Regions from separate parts of the Anser cygnoides genome. Here regions 2 and 3 are each linked to region 1. The links are chromatin contacts, called in public Hi-C maps. All regions are on one chromosome and are shown on one strand. The core of a region is the stretch at or near the end of the contact, and the rest is flanking DNA. Distances in the headings are between cores, read along the strand shown.

Evidence for each region. A called contact is a pair of places that touch in the nucleus more often than the background predicts.
Region 2: a contact with region 1 is called in a Hi-C map of liver, with 2.3 times the contacts expected there. The contact joins two enhancer-like sites. A contact is called at or near these places in 2 of 7 Hi-C or Micro-C datasets (both in liver).
Region 3: a contact with region 1 is called in a Hi-C map of liver, with 2.1 times the contacts expected there. The contact joins two enhancer-like sites. A contact is called at or near these places in 2 of 7 Hi-C or Micro-C datasets (both in liver).

The regions. Positions count from the first base shown.
Region 1 is chr21:2,584,098-2,586,720 of Taihu_goose_T2T_genome, reverse strand. The region is part of intron 1 of CADM1 (cell adhesion molecule 1); the gene reads left to right. Among named protein-coding and RNA genes, the nearest start is that of CADM1, 120 kb to the left of the region's middle. Within about 2 kb of position 1,335, at least 2 of the 3 cell types and tissues checked have open chromatin away from gene starts, as enhancers often do. A contact at or near this core is called in liver, where this site is marked.
Region 2 is chr21:2,796,504-2,799,126 of Taihu_goose_T2T_genome, reverse strand. No RefSeq gene overlaps it. Among named protein-coding and RNA genes, the nearest start is that of CADM1, 92 kb to the right of the region's middle. Within about 2 kb of position 1,331, at least 2 of the 3 cell types and tissues checked have open chromatin away from gene starts, as enhancers often do. A contact at or near this core is called in liver, where this site is marked.
Region 3 is chr21:2,731,871-2,734,493 of Taihu_goose_T2T_genome, reverse strand. The region is part of intron 1 of LOC106039767 (a long non-coding RNA gene); the gene reads left to right. Among named protein-coding and RNA genes, the nearest start is that of CADM1, 27 kb to the right of the region's middle. Within about 2 kb of position 1,298, at least 2 of the 3 cell types and tissues checked have open chromatin away from gene starts, as enhancers often do. A contact at or near this core is called in liver, where this site is marked.

The DNA of each region.
Region 1 (2,623 bases), core at 86-2,585:
GCATAGGACTTGAAAACAAAATAAAAACAAAACAAAGAAAAACAAGGAAAAAAAAACTTTCCTAAGAGATTCAAACACCTAGAACACCCTGCAAATATGTACTATTTTCTTCATAACTTTTTTAATAGACCCGAAAGGGAAGGTGAATTATATGGACCAAGTTATGTTCTAATCAAGCAATCCTGCACCTTATTTGAAATGTTAAGTCAGATCTTTGAGTCTGTCCATTATTGGCATGGGGCACTGATTTCTACTTAGGTTTGGAGTTCTCAACAGGAACGTGTCTGATACAAAACCAATGCATGGGGGCTTTCATATTCCATTCACATTTAATTAGATGAAAATATGGCAAGAATAATTCTGTTGGTTTTTTTCCATTTGCCCTGCTCATGCTCTGCCCCCCAGGAGTACTGCTAATTGGCAAATGTTTTCAGAGTTCTTTATCAATAGCAACTTTCCTTTTTTTCCCCTCTCATCTACTGTGATTCTGTGTGGGATCCACAAAACTCAGCTTCTTCCTCCCTCTCCCCACCCAGATCTTTTCCCTGTTACAATGATGTTGTGGTACTTTCAGTGTATGTATTTCAATGAAAGTTAATGCTCAGAACACTTGTATAGTGCCAATAAATATTAGGGAATAACTTCCTGAAATGTTGAAATTAAAATGGGTCTAGAGAGTTCTCACTTCACGTTGCATTTTTTTTATTTCATTTGAAGTTTGTAATTGATGCTGTTCTCAGAAATAGCTTCCACGTCGTGGTAACTGGGAGCAGATGTGAATGCAGATAACCAGAAGTGTTAACTTGTACTGTCTGGTGCTGTTAGTTAAGCAAACAAATTTAGGTCAGCAGAGCAAGGGAATCTTTGCAAACAGCAGCCGGATAGGGTGCCCTTTGGTTCAGAATAAATACACAAAAATCCATGAAGGTTGAGATGCTGGCTGTTGCAGAACAAGAAGCTTTGTCCTTATGTGCACTGTGCCTGTCATTAACCCCAAAGCCTGAGGGAGAATAAATACTTCCTGGAGACAGATCCTGACGCCAGCCTGGACCTAGATGCTGGACTTCTAAAGCAATCAGTCAGCAGGCTTAATGTAGCAGCATTCCAGCATGAAAAGCTTCAGTGGTTTGAACTTCAAATAATTTATTTCTAAATTACTTCTACTGTAATTCTTATTAATTCAAATAGGCTTCCAAGCTGATGTAAAACTCAGTAAATGCAAGGAACAGTTTAATGAATTGAAAATAGGATTGAGTCTTTTAAAGTAAATGTAAAAAAAAAAAAAGCTTGCAATAGTTGCTTAGATGGAAATCGAATCTTAATAGCTTTGTTAATGATTTGTAGTGAATATTGCATTTATGAGAACATACCAAGCTGATCCTTGTGCAAGAACCTTGTTTTGAATGGGTTTGATAAAATTACTCCCTAGAAGCAGTTAGTGATGTTTAATATTTTTGCCTGTGCTGCTGTTGAAATATTTGAATGTAGCGTCCCTCAAGTTTACACTGGCATCTGGCTGCTGAAGAGGCGCTGGTTCTTCTGCCCAAAAATGCAAACCCTATTTTGTGTTTTACCAAAACCTTGCATTTTTCCATTATAGCCAACTTAGGAGTTGGACTGTCCCCTGCCCTGTCCCTGCACAAACACGCCGTGAGGCAGCAGAGGGCTCTGGCACGTGGTCTGGTCACCCTGCTACAGCTCCACTCGGGTCAGAGTCCTTGGTCAGATGCCCACACACCTTCACTTAATTTGACAAATTGACAGTCAGGGTTTCAAAATTTCTCCCACTTTATTTCGTTTCTTATGCCATCAACAAGTAAAGCTTACTTGCACTTGCCTCCTTGTCCATGACGTTTGTGTGCTTTGAAAGCAGACAGGATCTTGCTGCTCCGCCTTTCCAGCGCAGTCTTCTAGCTTTAACCTGATAAAGAGTATGTGGAAAAACTGAAATGCAAAATACTTTTTCAAATTATGATCCTCTGCAATCTTTAAAATGTGAACCAAATTTCTCAGTGTGCATCTGATGTAATGATTCAATTCATTAGAGAGAGAGTTTTGAGGTGATGACCTATAAATGATTACAAGACTCCCACGGCATAATTGCATCGAGTTCTTTTTTCCTGCCTCTGGACATTAATAGCACCCACTGATTAGACATTAAGTAAAAAACTAGCTCACAAAAGTATATCTGTTAAAGTCAAAGGATAAATGCCTTTTACAGCAAATTGTTCTTTCAAGGTAATTTAACAATATTTGTCTTTTTAAGAGAGGAAGCAAATTCTACTATCTCCGTGCATGTGGCATGGACCTTACACGCCTGGGGCTGACACAAGTATTAAAGCCTGGAGGGATGTGTGAAGTTCAGTGAGATTTTTCCCCAGTCCTCTACTTTTTGTTTATTATTTAAATTATAATTTAGAGAGAATGTACTGAGTTGAAGTGACTTTGCAATAAAAAACAAGCTCTGTAATTGGGCCATACAGTAGTCATTTTGCAGCTATAGACCTCCCTTCCAGTTGTTCCTCTTCAATTCGCTGATGTCCAGTACAGCCTGGGGGGGGAGAATACTTCCTTGAATTCCCTGGTATTGTAATTCTGTGTGTTTATCATGTAGGTGATTGCA
Region 2 (2,623 bases), core at 82-2,581, 210 kb before region 1:
CAAAGGTAAAGCTTCAAGGGGCAGAAGAGCTGCTCTTCTTTCTGGTTTGTGGTCCAGGAGCTACAGCAGCCTTTGCCAAAGTCTGAAGCCACACTTTGAGAGGAAGGGGCTTTTAACCGCCTGCTGAGATCACGGCCGAGCAGCCTGGCTATGGCTGCTGAGGGCATTTAGACATCACATTTTATTTGTTCATCTAATTAAAACAGAGGTAGAGCTGGCTCTTCCCTGCCTAAGTGTCCAGTGCCATTTTGCAGAAGGTGTTGATTGTGCTGCTGCAGCTTGCAGTAGAGATTTGTAGCGAATTGGGTCCCATAAGAGTTGCAGTTTAACAAAAACACTAGCATGATTTATTATCTCCTGTGTTAAGGGAGCAGCCTCTCTCTCCAGGTAAAAAACACCCTCTGAATCTGCTTTCCTAATTTGCATAGGTAATGGTCATATCATTAACAGCTCATTAGGAACAGAGCGGTGTGACAAAACAAAAATTCAGAAACACTGAGCTGGAGAGGAACGTAGTCCCCTGCCTTGGCAAGGAAACGCTATGGCATTCAAAACTGTGGGTTAAAAAAGAGAGAGCCGTGTCTGGGAGACAGTAAAATATAAAGGGAAGAGCCATGGGTCATTTAGATCTTATGAAATGTAACATATGAGGAGCGATTTGCAGAATGAAGGTTAAAATTGTCTTGTTGTGGACATTGCGAGCCTAAACTGCTTGTTACGGGGAGCTTGCTCATTGCCTTCAAGGTGAAACGGATGGGGAGGAGATAATTGAATTCTGGTGGAGAGTGGAGGGAATGGGATGGTGCTGCCAGTGCCTCGCATCCCTTATTGCTCTCAGGCCATACTGGGGATGCCCCTCTCCTCCCCGGAGTACCGGCATTGGACCCGGTGCTGCGTGGGGCCAGGACCAGCCGTTCCCAAATCCTGCCCTCCCCGTGGCACCACTGCTCCTGTAAGTGCTGCGTGAATTACCTTGGCAATTTAAAGAATGGGAGAAAGTAATAAGTTGAATATGAGGCAGTCCTGTCCAGCAGGTGCTTTTGTCAGGAGAGAAAGCCCTGGAGCCCTCAGATGAAGAAGAAAAAAAATAAAACAGGTGGAAAAAAATTGGATAACATATAAATTAAAAAAGAATAGGGCTGGTTTCAATCAATAACCCTTGAATTATTGACTGCTTGTACCATTACAGTCTCATACCCCAGTAATCTTGTGGGGAACTCCTGGCAGAGCACAGCCGGGAAGGCGAGATGGCCGTTGTCAGGAGCCGTAATTCATTCCAGCTCCGAGTGATAGGCACAGCATGCAATTTTTTTTCCAGAAGTGATCCAGTGTCATTGCAAATAATGTGACATCATTATATCGAAGCCATATTAAATATTATCAAAAGAGCTATCTCGCATGCCTGGCAAGCTGTCAGTGCAGACGGGAGAACTTGTTTGAGCAGGGACGTTTGCTTTCCCTTTTGTCAGCTCGGGTTAGACAGCTTTCTGTCTTTCCAGACTTGCCACTGCCCCAAAGTTTTTCTGTTTGAAAAGTGTGTTGAGGGAAAAGGAGCTAAAAGCATTTGAATTTAAAGATTAAAAACATGCACCTTTCAAATGAGTAACCAATTTCAAAATACGTATAAAATCACCACATCGGTACAAAGGTAATTCTTGTGCAAAATGTGACCTTCCCAGCCCTGATGGCTCCTGGCCAAGCTCACACCACGTGCGAGAGCCGAGAACCACGGGGCACAGTGCTGCCTCTCGAGGTGATTTGGTGCTCCCCTGCAAGGGGCCTCCTCGGCCGCTGGAGCAGCTCATGGTATTGACCGGGAAATACATCTTTCTGCCCATACAAACTTCTGAGAAAAATCTTTGTTTGGAAATAAAACATTGCTTAAAAAATCTTAGGTTTTTTTTTTTTTTTCCCCAAACCAATGACCATGTTTTCTGGTTAAAAAAATAGAAAGAAAGGAAAAATAAGAAAATATATGCTGCTGATAATGTGTGAGTAGCTGGTTTTGTGAATAATTTTTCTCCATTTCATGGAGGCCAGGAAGCAGGCATCTTATGTTTAACATGTTCAGTCATTACTGCCTTAGGAGAGATGCAAACTACTGAGGTGGCTGTAAAAGCTTCTGGTCTGTAATTTGAAAAGAAAATAGTGATTTGGGGAGTCTCTGTTTTTGGATGACCAAATGGGAATGCTTCAGAGGCAGTAATTTTCAGAAAGGATTAATCAACCACTCCCTTAAGGAAGGGAAGAAGGAAAAAACCAGCCTCTCTGCCTGCTGTGTCTCATCCTTGAAGAGTGCGGGGAGGATGGAGAGAGGGAAGGGGTGTCCCTGCCCTGTCCTGATGCACCCAGAGCCCGCTGTGACTCGGAGGGGCTGATCTCAGCTCTGTGCACACTGCGGGTGGCAGGCATGGGGCTGGAAAGAGCAGCTCCGAGTCCCCGTTCCTCCTGCAGAGCCAGGCTCCGACCCCACAGCACCTGGCTGCGTGAGCGTGCGCTCGTTGCAGCTCCGGGTTCAGAAAGCTGTTCTTCACATCACCGACACCGGCAAGCCTCTGTGCCCCCTGATATCCTCGCAATAATCTTGTCTTCAAAGCTGCATTGGGTTTTTGGAGCAGAGAGA
Region 3 (2,623 bases), core at 49-2,548, 150 kb before region 1:
GAATGATGGTGTGGCTAGAGAAGAAATACTGTGCTTGGAAAACAGCCATCGTTTATCTAAATATTTGTGTTTGTATGTGTGGGCTCCATATTGCAGAGAGCAAGCGCGGTTCTGTAGCCTCTCCACTACAGCAGGTCAGACCATACGATCCGAAGCTGCCTGCCAGGTTTGAAACATGCAAGTGTGTTGCCTTGTGCGGCAGCAAATAACCTTGTGCTGCCCGTTGGATGAGACTGGGGTGCGAAGAGCACCAGGCTGCAGCGATGAGAGCCCTGACTGTAGGAAATCAGGGGGTGTCTCCTGGGTTTGGGAGCTGGGGGACCCTGGAGGAGCCGTGTGTCGGCGCTGCTGAGGGTCGCCACTTCGGCTTCAGAGGACCCCCTGAAGCATCCTGGTCTCATTTGGTTCACTCTCATAACAAAAATTTCATTGTTAATGGTGGCTTCTAAGAACTGAAGCCAGGAGTGGGGAAATGGCATTGCTGTAAGATACAGCTGATTTTTTTTTCAGATTTCTCAGAATTTGGCAGGCCACAAATTGGGCACACAGTGTTGGGCATGAACATGATCCAAAGCACCCAGTTCTGCATCTGATGCCCAGATTTGTTATCAGTGAGCTGCTCCAAACAGTGCTGCTCTGACCAGGGGATCTGATTCAGCTAAATGGAGAATTAAACTGTTCTTTGAACAAAGAGTTGAAAGGTGCAAGGCCTGTACGGTGTGGATCGATGCAGTGCACACAAATTCCTGAACCGCTGGGTTTGCTTGGCTTCGGAGGTCGTGAACTCTGCTAAATTCTTTCAGCCTCTGGTTCTGGAGCTCCATGAAACAAACCTGGGGAGAAGGAAAACATTCCTGGTGCCCGTGTGCCCCTGCACAGAGCTGCACAAACAAATGGTTCCAATTATGAAATGGAGTTTGCATGCACTGTGTTATTTCACCCAGTGCCGGAGGGTCTGAATTTCCTCACTACTATGGATAAAGTCCGTCAGCCAACATCTACACTCGTGTAAAAACATAAAATCGAGCTTTGTCTTTCATCAGAAAAATAAACTACGTGCCACAGAGCAGAATAGCAGAGGGAGCACCGGCAGGGCTGAGCAGAGCAGTGCTGGGCAGCAAGGCAGGGAGAGAGCCAGGCTCAGGACACCTCTGCAGGAGCTGGGGCACCCTGCACGGCTGCAAATGCCATTTTCCTGGGGAGAGGACAAAGCAGTAAGGCACTGGGGCTAGGGGTCTGCTGCATTGCTTAAACACCCTGCTGTTGGGCATGGGTGGTATGTAGAGAGACCCTGAGGGAAGGCACAGGGAAGCAGCTTGAAAAATCAGGAAGGGTTTTGCACAAAGATGTACAGCAGCTTGAGAAGGCGTCTTTTCCTTTTGGAGCTGTGCAGATGGACAAGACCAATGAGCCAAGCTGCAGTGAGACTCAATATGGCCCGCTTCCGATTTATTTGGATCAGGGAGCACCCCGGCAGTACAGGAATATGACACCTCTCTTGTCGGCGGATGCTGGGTCAAAACGTTCCTGTGTTATCAGTGAAGTATTTCCTACTTGGCACTTAACTTAAGTAGGTCTCAAAACACTTCGCAGAAGAAGACAGGAAATAAAATTGTGCTGGGGGAAAACTTGGGCACAAAGCTTTGCCCCAGCTGCAGCAGGACAGTGGCAAAGGAGAGGGGAGAGCTGCTGCTTCCCCAGCGTCAGCTGGTGGCTTTGTTCTCCCAGACTTGCTGCCCGCCTTTATAAATGCAGGATGGGAAAGGCCCTGCCAAAGGTCTTCCAGGCTACAAGGACGTGGTGAAAGGAGGGAGGGCAGCCCATGCCAGAGCACTGAGCAGCATCCTGCACCCCTGCCCAAGGCATGGTGCCTGGAGGCACCCAAATGTGCACAGAGCCCAGGCCTGCTGGCTTGAGCATCCTCAGGCAAAAGCACCGCGTCTCACCTCCCCACACAAAACATTTTCCTGTCTTCTGCAAGATACTTTTATTTGAAGAGCTCTCACGATGAGCATAATTTTTCAAATTACTTGTTCTTTCTTTGCCTTCCATGTGTATGCTTGCGCTTTTCCTGCCTCACATTGACGTCATGTTTTAGTACAGCAGCAATAACATTCGGCCTGAGGATAAATTCGTGCATGTGAGAAATAAGAGGGCTTCACCTGTGATGTGTCCGCCCAAGTGCTCAAGCAGAGCAGTCCAGCCCTTGGGATGCTGTTTGTCTAAATTCTCTGAAACCCACGGCTATAATTAGGCTGCACTCTGGGTATTTATAACCCTTCATGGCTTTACGCTTAGCGTTTTTAAGTGCAGAGTAGAAATTGGGGCTGGCGAGGTAAAGCTCACCAGAATAAACAGTGCGGTCCAGGCAGGTGTATTCTGCAGGGAAGTCTGAAGCGGGGGAGCCCAGGGCCCCCAGCTGCCTGGAGCTGGGAGGACGTGCCCCGCAGCCCTCCGTCCCAGGCTGTGATCTCAGCTCCACAGCCCTGAGCGGGAATGTGAGACCTGCAAGGGGAACCTGGGGGAGTGATGCCGCTTGTTCAGAAGGAAGTGTCTGGTCAGTGATTAACCAGCGGTTTTTGTGATGTGAGAGCTCTGGCCTGACTTGTGAGGGTGTCTGTCC